Linked DNA regions of Rattus norvegicus: region 1 is linked to region 2. The links are chromatin contacts, called in public Hi-C maps. All regions are on one chromosome and are shown on one strand. Each heading gives the region's core, a stretch centred on a gene start, on an enhancer-like site or on the middle of the called end of the contact. The rest is flanking DNA. Distances are from core to core; before and after follow the strand shown. Region 1 holds the start of Ghitm (growth hormone inducible transmembrane protein). Region 2 holds the start of Ccser2 (coiled-coil serine-rich protein 2).

Region 1 (5,088 bases), core at 2,097-4,596, 170 kb before region 2:
ACTTGTCTATCTACAGAGGAATGGTTAATGACTGTGCTGTACACACAATGGAGTCGTATTCCACCCTAAGGAACCGAGTAGTAGCCTATAATAAAAATTAGGTTGCATTGTAGTATTAGAATTCATTACCCGAGTGTTCGCATCTGCCTTAGCACTAAGAACAGTAAACGCGTTTGGTATTTATTTATGTCCCTGTCATCTGTACCTTGTTCTGTGTCCTTTCTGTAATTAATAGTATAATCACCCACCGGAACTCACTGCATTCGGAACACTGTGATTACTCAGTGTAACTCCCTCCACACACACCCACTTATCTAGTTTATTCAATTAGCGATTAGCAATGTATTTGTCATTAAACTCTCTGTCCCTCATTACCTCAATTCTAGTCTTCTTCACCTTTTGTTTACATTATTAAAACCGTTTTTATTTTTTCCTTTTCTTTCTTTTCTTCTCCTTCTTCTTCTTCTTCTTCTTCTTCTTCTTCCTCCTCTCTCTTTCTATCTCTCTCCTCTCTCTCTCTCTCTCTCTCTCTCTCTCTCTCTCTCTCTCTCTCTCTCTCTCTCTCTCTCTCTCCTTTCTTTTGTCTAAACCCTGAACCTCTCCCCATCCACAATGACAGAAGACTGCTGGGTTGCCTGTCTGCATCGCTGCTGTGCTATGGCCGCTCAGGGGAGGCAAAACACAGTCCACAATAGGGGCCTCTAGTTGTCACTCTTGGTGGAAGCGAGGGATTAATTCCAAGGATCTCTGGTCCAGCCAGAACAAAAGGTTCCACGGGACTCGACTCTAGTTTGGCCAGAACGGCCCAAATGTTAAAGCTCTTCGAAGGGAAGTCTGTGCTGGGCAGGTAGCCGGGGTCTCTCTCGATACCTCAGCAGCACCAATGCCCCGGGCAGCAGTGGTGGGAGGCCACAGCCAAGAACCACAGCTGGAGCCGCTAAGCAAGCGGGCGGCAGGAAGTAGCTATGTTCAAGAGTGAACAGCACAGACCAGGAGTCACAGTAGAGGCCCCAGGGGCAAGAGCCCCGCCTGCTGGGTGAATCCAAGGTCCAGCAATGAGTGCTTCAGCAATTCTTCGCCAGCATGTCAAAGCTCAATAAAACAGCCACTCTCAGTCGATTCTTAGTGAAATACCGCATGCACTTTACTCCGTGTGGTAAATGCTCTATTTGCATGAAGGAGGACTGCAGGCGTTGTCCCTATGTGACTGACTGTCACAGCCCTCTCAGGGTTAAGTGTTCCAGAACAAGTAGAGCTTGTCAGGGAGCTGGCCCCACCACGCCTGCTCTTCTCAATTCTGAGATTCCCCAGGGTTTGGACCTGCTCGACCTTACCAGATCTTCTGTCTGATGGTACGATCCACGTGCCCCACAGAAGCAAGCATATCTTCATTATAATGAGAGCTGTTTGATTCACTGTTTGAAAATATCTAATATGACAATACAAGCAGAAACAAAAAACTAGGAAATAAACCCAAACCCTTCTAGATCTCGCCAACCATCAATCGTAGACTCAAGAAACAGGTTGGCTCTGATTTAAAAAAAAAAAAAAAAAGCCACATTTGGTAAGAATGTTTTTATGGCAATAGAAAGATGTGGTATTCAATTCTGACACTATCCCCCATCCCCTCGCCCCTGCCTCAGACTGGGTCTCACTTTGTTCTTCTGGCCACTCTGAAGCTCGCCGCTCACTCTGTAGACCACTGGAGTTATTTTCTTGCTAAACCCCCCCAAAACAAGAAACTCAGCCAATGGTTGCTTGCCTATCCATCTTACATCTAAAAGCTCATAAAGTTAAGGCTAGTTTTCAGTACATATTTAAAAAATATCAGAAGTCATAAAACAAACTTTATTAAAACACTCAAGTTAATTTTGTGTATTAATATTATTTATGCATAGTTAATGTCACTTAATAGCTAAAGCAAAGTACTGAAAATGCTTAGGTGGACCCTTTCATTCCATAAATACAAAAGGTTTGTGAGAGATAGAGTTTTAAATTAGCTCAAAACTCAGCAACAGGATCTGACTCAGGAAGACAGGTGGTTAAAAATGCAGGAGGACTGGTGCAGACTCACTGACCCTCCGGATGTCACTGGACGTGAGTAAAGGAGTAACGGGTTCTGTTCTGCCCCAGTGATGTTTGTTCAAGCCCCCATTGTGCCCTACATAATGTTCCAGCCATTGTGTCCTGCAGATAATATTCCAGGAAACCGGGGCCGAAGCCTAACCAGATGTGTATCAGATGCAGATGCCTCGTCAACTCTGACAAACATTTACCCTAAAGGACAGGAATCAAGATCTGTTCTCAGGAGAATGAGGGCTTGACCTTTCCCCTGATTTAAACCCTAGAGTCTTAAGAACAATCCTGTGACTTTGAGAGTTTCCCCTCGTGACATTTTTGGTATTTCCTTTTGACATCCCCTTATCTCCTGGGGCTTGTGACTTCTTCCTTTAAATAGCCCTTCTCCCAGCCACACAGGGTAGACACCGCTGTCTCCTGCGAGGGATACGTGTCGGCCCGGAGCCCTCTGTAATAAACCTCGCCTCTGCGTATTGCATCAAGATTGGTCTCTCGTGTGTCTGGGGTCCGCAACTTCCCGAGACTTGAGTAAGGGTGTCCCTTCAGGGATCTTTCAGTTTGGTCCTGGCCTTATAATTAATTCAAAGTAAATTAATACAGGCAAAACTCACTAGACCAGTATCATATCTTTTAACATTTGAATAATGAATCAAAAGGAGAGCGTGCCAAGCACATACCCCATAGCTCAAGACACCCAGCCTAGCCACAGTCCCAGCAGTGATAAAAAGGAAGCAATTAACGAACGTTTGACTAAATTATACCTCTAAGGGTTGATAAATTTCCTGCCAGTCACCGCGACTATACGATTAACCCAAACTAATTACTCTCGGCCTAAAACGCGTTTTAGGAATGACTCTTAAATAGAACTAAAATCCAACTTAAATGTGAAAAGTCATTGGTAGACCTAAATCCAATAACAAAAGTAATTCTAGGCTGGCTTTGAGCTCACAGCGATCCACCTGCCTCCCAAAGGTTGGGATTTAAGGAGTGCGCTGCCAACCAGTCCACCTCCCATTTTTTACACCTATTGGCTGCGAGTGCACACAACGCAGCTGCCCAAAACTAAAACGCCAGAGTGGGCTGCGTTGCCCAGACCTAGAATGGACTCTGACTGTGACGTTTTTTCGGAACCCAAACTTCCATTGGTCCGGTCTCCAAGCCAAGACCCGCCTTCGCCACGGTGCCCTCCCTTCCGTTAGAAGCCTGCTCTTGATTGGCTGCTTGTACTATTTACCTTTTGTCCGGATATTGCGTGACGCAGTGAGTCGCGGGGTTGCGGAGGAGCGGCAGAGGGAGGTCGAACACTCTCGGTTTCGGTGGCCCGGAAGGGAGCCCCGTGGCAGAGGTGACCGGAGCTGAGGTACTGCCCCGAGAGTCCTGAGAATCCCAGTTCTCGTGATGGACGTCGGCACAGCGGGATCTGGGTTGGCTGCTCCGGGCGGGAAGGCCGGGCTCGCCCTCTCTACATCTCCCTCGGCAGGGAGATGCTGAGTCAGCCGCTCGAGGACCCGCGTGGTCGCCCTAGCTGACCGGGAGAGGGTACCGTGGGGTGGTGCGTGGACGCGGAGGCTGCGGGCTAGCGGTGAGAGGGGAGGAAGGGCACACCCGAACACTCGAGCTCAAGAAAGCTTTAGGAAGGGTCGGCAGTAATTCGTACAGACCTAGCCCAGGGGCCCGTTTCAGAGGACCAGAACCCGCACATAAACACATGGCCGATAACCCTCTTAGCTGTTCCCCAACATAAGGCCACTCAGATTAGACTCTGTTCAGGTTAGTAAGCTGAAGCAATATGTTGAGATGATGTAATGGCATGAAAGTACCAGAAGGGCTCGCGGGTTTTTCCGCAAGGTCAGATGCCTAGAGTTGTGTGCACTTCATAGTTCCGGAAGCTCTTAACTTTGGAGGTGCTAGTTAAAACTTCGTTACATTCCTGGAGTTTTAGGGTAAATCTTGGGCAATTTCAAAGTCCCAAGCAAGGCACTGTCGTCAAAAAGCTGTTTTGGCCTAGTTTTCTTGTATTTACAAATGGGGAGAAGGCGGAAATACCAATCACTTGCCTAAAATTCATCACAACTCATTGGCCAGAAATGTGACTTTATAGCATTACAGAGAGACGTTCACTTAACTATCTGGAGCTGAGACAATTCAATTTTAGAATGTTGGGGGCAAGGGTTACCCTATTAAGAATACAAGAAGAATTCTTAATGTTTTGATCGAATGTTATGTAGTGGAATAAATTAATTTGAAAGTGTCTGTCGTATCTTAAAGGGAAATAATATTTGACCTATTTAGTAGACGTATACATGCCTGGCTTTTGTCGATTTTATTTTAGTCTTGTAAAATGTGACCTTAATCTTTTCTCTGGGTGTTTTTCTTGTGCTGAAAAGTTACATAAATTCTTTTATTCACTGAGTGATGGTGTAAATCTTGGGCAAAGCTGCGGTTATAGAATCTGTGATTGTGTCAACATAATGACATTAAATCTCTATTCCATATATCTGGTCAAACTTGGATTTATATCATTGGCTGCCCATTCCAAATTAGATTTCATGAGTTAGAAGGAACAGGGGAGGATACAACATTAAAAATAGTGAAGCCACTGTTCTGATTATTTTTTTCTATTGCAATTTAGTTTCTTCTGATTTTGGCTATGTTTCCTTCTTAATTAACTTAATTTTTTCCCTTCTACCTTTCTAACTAGCATTTCAGATCTGCTTAGTAAACCGGTATATCACCCACCATGTTGGCTGCAAGGCTTGTGTGTCTCCGGACACTACCTTCCAGGGTTTTCCAGCCCACTTTCATCACCAAGGCCTCTCCACTTGTGAAGAATTCCATCACAAAGAACCAATGGCTCTTAACACCCAGCAGGGTAAAGAATGCTTTCCCCCACCCATCCAGGTTGTCTGTTAGAATTTGGTGGTGATGGTGGTAGTTGATTAGTGGGCTGTTCTGTGGGCTTCACACTGGTTGGGAGTAACTTACTCATTAGTTACTGTAACAGTGGTT
Region 2 (5,207 bases), core at 249-2,748:
ACGTCAAACAGCCAAAGAAAATACATGCTTACCTCAAATATTCCGGGAGTCACAAGACAACAGCCAAGTGGTTCAGAAAAGCAAAGCTCATCTTGGTTTGGGGAACTGAAAGATCATCCTCCCCCCTCCCAGAGTCTTTATAAAGCGGATTGGACCTGTTGCATCTTGCGTAGCTCCCAAGGACAATCTGTGAAGAGCCCCTTTTTCCCCATCTCTCAACTGATCTTTGATTGTAGCATAAAGTTCAAAGCATAGCATAAATTCATGAGTGTTGTGCTGGAGCCTGTATTTCAGAGGTCTGAGGCTTTGCTCTCCTAATGATTTACTTAATCTACAAAGAAATGTACTACATGTAACCCTAGTCTTTTCCAACATTTTATCACCCACAAAATTAAGTCTCCCTATCATTATTCTATTGGCCAATTAAAGAGACAAGTAATAATGGAACGTATAAAAAAGAGAGCTATTCAATATGGCCACATAGGGAATTGGAGGAAGAAAAGGGGTCCAGTTACCACCAAGTCCGCCTTCAGGAGTACTGACAAGAAGTTTAAGTTTAAATAGAGAGCTAGAAATAGTGGTAAATTGAATACTCCGCTAGGTTACGGTGCGGTATTGCTGACCTAGCGTTGTTTCAGCTCACTCAAGGCTATCTCGCGAAGTGATCTGAGACCTCAGAGCTGCAATTCCTGAGAGGCAAGCTCCTTCTCCGGACGGCGCTAGGCCTTCGGTATTGTTTTCATTTCTCCAGGATGAATTATCTATTTTCTTAAATTATTTGGAGTATAATGTTCCAACAGTCTGATGGACTAAGGGAGGGGCACAAGTGTCTCCTCCCCTATCACAGCGTAATTATGTTAGTGGTCTGGAGGAGAGGTGGTGCCTTTCCAAGTTCTCTTTCAATGTTATTAATTTCATTTGAGCTGTTGGGGCTAGTGAGGGGAACAGGCAGTCTAGGGTCAGATAAATAATCACTTTCAACGCTTATAATAGATAGCCAGATACTGCAGGCTTGCACGGTAACTCTCAATGACTTGGAGAGATGATTTATGGAATGGGATTGAGATCCACACCCTCATAAGATAGCTCCTTTTCTCAGCTCTCAGCGTTTTATCGCAATCTCTGCTCAGATTCAGTATGCCTGGCTGAGGCATAGCCACAGACAGGCCAAAACAAAGTCATGGTTGCTTCAGATCACTCCTAGTAGTCTGGAGCAGGAGCTGACAGGTTTGGTCGTGGTCAAGCAGCACATTTGAATCCAGAGGGCCATTTTGAGTTGGTCGGCCAAGAGACTGGAGTGAAAGGTTCATACCAGAAAAGACCTGAGTCAGGGGGCAAAGATGCAAGGTCAGTGGATCAGGGCGGAGCCTGGGAACGGCTGGCGCGAGGGTGGGGCGGGCCCGGAGGCGGGCCTAGCCCAGTGAGACTCGCGCCTGCGCAAGGACTGTCCGGGAGGCGGGGCGACGCACGCGTAGTGCGCGGGCCCTGGAGGGCGGAGTCCAGGAGGTGCCGGCCAAGGGAGGGGGCGCGGCGACGGTGAAGTCCGGCGCTCCCGCAGGCCGTGGAGGCGATGCTGGCTGCTGCGGAGCAGGCAGCTGGGCGGACGGGGATGTGACGGGACTGTCCTTCGCCTCTCTCCTACCCTCGGGCCGGCAGGTCGCTGGGCGACCCGCAGCCGGGCCGCGGCCGAGGAGGCAGCGCGACCTCCGCACGGTGAGAGTCGGGGGTCAGGGCCGGGGTCTCGGGACGCTGGAGGCTACCTGGCTCCCGGGCGCAGCGCGGGCGGAACGAGGGCCGGGTGTCCTTGGGCGTCGGTGCTCTGGGACGACCCTCGGAGCCCCCGCCCCCTCTCCCGAGCCTCCTGCGGTGCAGCGGGCAGGCCGGATGCCCCTGCTCGGTGGTGCTGAGACGGGAAGGGACCGCGGGACACCCGGGCTGCAGCCTTCCTGCACCGGGAAATCAGGGCGAGGCTTAGATGCCCTGGGATTTCAAAGCCTAGATGCTCGCGTTGGTAAGGGGAAGTACCTGAGAGCCCTGAATGAGTGGGATTTTTTTTTTTTTTGAAATCACTGAGTCAAAACAAAGACACGCCCTAAAACACATGAGAACTTTGGATTACACCGTATCTGTAGGTTCAGATGCTTTTTCCCCCTCCTCTCCCTCTTTTGACATCTATTTTTATACAGTTTTAAAATGTACCTACTTTCTTGACAAAGTAAAGGGAGGGGGTAATCCATTTGGGGTGGTCGTTGGTGATAAAGCCTGATTTTGAATTTCAATAATTGCAAATTCATCTTTGCTGACTACCTAGCCAATTAGGTTTGCTGATCATAAAGTAGGCCTTAGCAATGGAAATTCCTAGTGCACAGATTCTTTGCTGTCCAAGATTGGAGTGTCCTATTTCGCTTAAGGAGAAACCAGGTGTGGAGGCTTCACGCCTTTATCCTGGCATCCAGGAAGCAGAGGCAGGTGGATTTCTGTGAGCTCCAGGCTAGCCTAGCCCATAGAGCAAACTCCAGAATAGCAAAAACTACTTAGACCTTGTCTCAAAAGAAAACCCAGAGGGTTGGGGAGGGCGGTTATGAATGAGAATGAACATTTCCTTTTTTTCCCAGAGTAGCTGTTTGATAAAGCATTTTGTTTTTTTATCGAGAACATTAAGTATTAATGGAATATATGTATTTAGACAGTTGATCAGCGTATCATCATTTAGATTTAAAAAACTTTAAACAAATTGAATGAGGAGGATAAGTATAAAGTAGGTATTATAATGTATAATCTATAATTGGTAAGGATGTAAACATTAATAAGTGGTTTGCATGGGTGAAGTCAGTCTTCTTTCCAGACTTTATTAATGTTTGTCTCTCTTAATTTGTTAGAGCGCATCGCCCTTCTCTTATATGGTGGTTTTCTTCCTTGTTCTCAACAACACTGGCCTCAATCTCTAGGTTAAAAACACTTAGAACCCTTAACCTGTAATTTGTCCTGTTTAATATGCCATAACAAGAAAGCTAGGAGCTGTCCTGGGACCAGGAACTTTTTTTATTTACCTTCCCTCAGGTAGATTTTTTTTTTTTGCTGGTTGCCAGATTGCTTTTACTATGTGGGGGAAGAAGAGACTTTTAATTTCATGGTTCCAATTCCATTCCTTCAGTCTTTCCCAGTTTCTGGTGTCTGTCTGCATTCTCAATTCATCTACTGTTACACAGGTCCTCTCTCTGGGACTGTTTGCAGTTTACTGAAGATGGCATCTTCCTTTGTTTCCTGGCTCCAGAATGGCCTTCCTAGTAAACACCTTGCATTCCCACTAGAGTGATAGAGCTTGACGTCTGGGCATCTCATCTCTTGTTTTCACTGATCCAGTAGCACCATGCCAGGCTGCACTGAGTACTTCATCAATTGGGAGTTAATGATTTGCTTATATATTGTCTCCCTCAGGCTTTCGAGTGTCTTTTTAAGTTTACTGCTACAGCACATACTGCTCAAATCTGTTTACTCAGTGCATTCTGAGGAGAGGGTCCAGGCTCGAATGCAGATTTAGGGTGAGCTAAATATGTTTGGACTGTCTTTCAGTACCAGAAAGTTGAGGGGAAAAAAAAATCAGTATTTTAAAAAAAATGATTTTTAGAAAAATTTTACGTATTTGGTGTTTTGCCCGCTTTTCTGTCTGCGTGTGGGTGCCAGAGCTCCGGGAACTGGAGTTACAGACGGTTGGAAGATGACATATGGCTGCTGGGAATTGAACTGGGGTACTTTGAAAGAGCCGCCAATGCTATTAACTGCGGAGCCATCTCTCCAGCCCCAACATTACTGCTTGTATTTGCTTAAGGATGAAGTAAAAACGGGTACTGGTTAGGAATGACATCCTCGTTATGATGGGGAAAAAGTCAGTCTACTTGAAGATGGAGGAATGAAGACCATGGCAAGTAAGGGTCGGTCTAGAACTTTATTTTGAGGTGCAGGGGTTTGCCCACAGTTATGGCTAGAAAGGGACAGATCTGGGAACATAGATGTCCTTTGGCCATCCTTCTAGTTCACTCTTACTCCCCTCTATCCTAATTCTAATTACATTTTTTAACCCAGGCTAGCCCAGAACTCACTGGGTTGTTCAGCTTAGGCTGAGCTCAGATCTCTGCAGCCCCTCCTCATCCCCCAGGCTTCGCAGTGTTAGGTTTACAGAAATGAGGCATCAGTGCCTGGCTTCTAATTTCTAATAAAGGGATCACCGTCTTGGTGCGATATGAGAGAAATGGATATTTATTATAAAAGGGCTGTATTGGATATTAGGTTGGAAAGACTTAGCAGATTATTTGGTTCACTGATGAAATAACTTTGAACAACTAAAGCATGGACAAGCAAGCAGCTTGCCTCTGTCTCCACGAACCTCTGTGTCACAGCTTCTGACCTCGTGTTTGCTTGCTCCTCACTGTTCTGGACCGCAGTCCTTGTGCTTTCCTCCTCCCTAGCTGCCACTCCTAGGGACGGACCGAAAGCCCTTGAGTGGCTGGGAAACATGATACCTCGTTTGGGAAAATGGGAGAAACCTTTACCACTCCGCTGGCCTGGAGCTTGCTTATACTTTGGTGTTGCAAGCCTCTGGTTACCATATGGAGACCCTGCACCGTTCCTTCTGTAAAGTGAGATTTTGGTATAACTGGGTTACAGATGGTTAATAGCATGTCTAGAATTACACGTATGGTTTGCCTGTTGTGAGAAGAGCTGCTCTGATTACTCCTGTGATAGCGTTTTAAGGACAAAAGTTGATAACTGTAGATTTATGTATCTAGCACATCAGTTTTCAACTATGGGCTTAGCACAGTAGGCCCCACTAGTTCCAAAAGACATTTTGTTATACAAGAAATAAAACCAAAATAAACTATTCCTTGTTCCTTGTCAATTTAAAATAATTTTATACCACCGATTGGTGCGTAAATGTAACCTTTAATCTGGGTTTTAATATTTGATGGGTTTTCTTTTCACTAGTTTTTATACCATTGGGTTACTTATACTGTCTTACAGAAAATAGTACTTATTTCTAGGTGGACACGGGAGTTGCTTTTGAGTAGTGCAGTTAGTATATTTAGGGGTCTCGGATGGCCTTACTAAAATGCCACTCCCTGTCCTGTCAGGATTCTGCAGTTCGCATATGACCACGTAGTCATCTTTTTTTCCCTGAAGGCTAACGGCCGTTGGGAGGAATGACAGCA

The links. A called contact is a pair of places that touch in the nucleus more often than the background predicts.
Region 1: a Hi-C map of liver shows a contact between it and region 2, with 2.3 times the contacts expected there. The contact joins the promoter of Ghitm here to the promoter of Ccser2 in region 2. A contact is called at or near these places in 5 of 12 Hi-C or Micro-C datasets (Schwann cells, frontal cortex, liver and 1 more) and 1 of 1 datasets of contacts at active chromatin or transcription factors (oligodendrocytes).

Annotation. Positions count from the first base shown.
Region 1 is chr16:12,916,403-12,921,490 of GRCr8, reverse strand. Ghitm (growth hormone inducible transmembrane protein) reads left to right here and starts at 3,346. Exons shown (of 9, transcript NM_001005908.1): 1 at 3,346-3,439; 2 at 4,781-4,951. The coding sequence starts at 4,820.
Region 2 is chr16:12,742,294-12,747,500 of GRCr8, reverse strand. It overlaps Ccser2 (coiled-coil serine-rich protein 2), which reads left to right and starts at 1,498. Exons shown (of 10, transcript NM_001427502.1): 1 at 1,498-1,713. It overlaps LOC134482323 (a long non-coding RNA gene), which reads right to left and starts at 1,476. Exons shown (of 3, transcript XR_010058354.1): 1 at 33-1,476.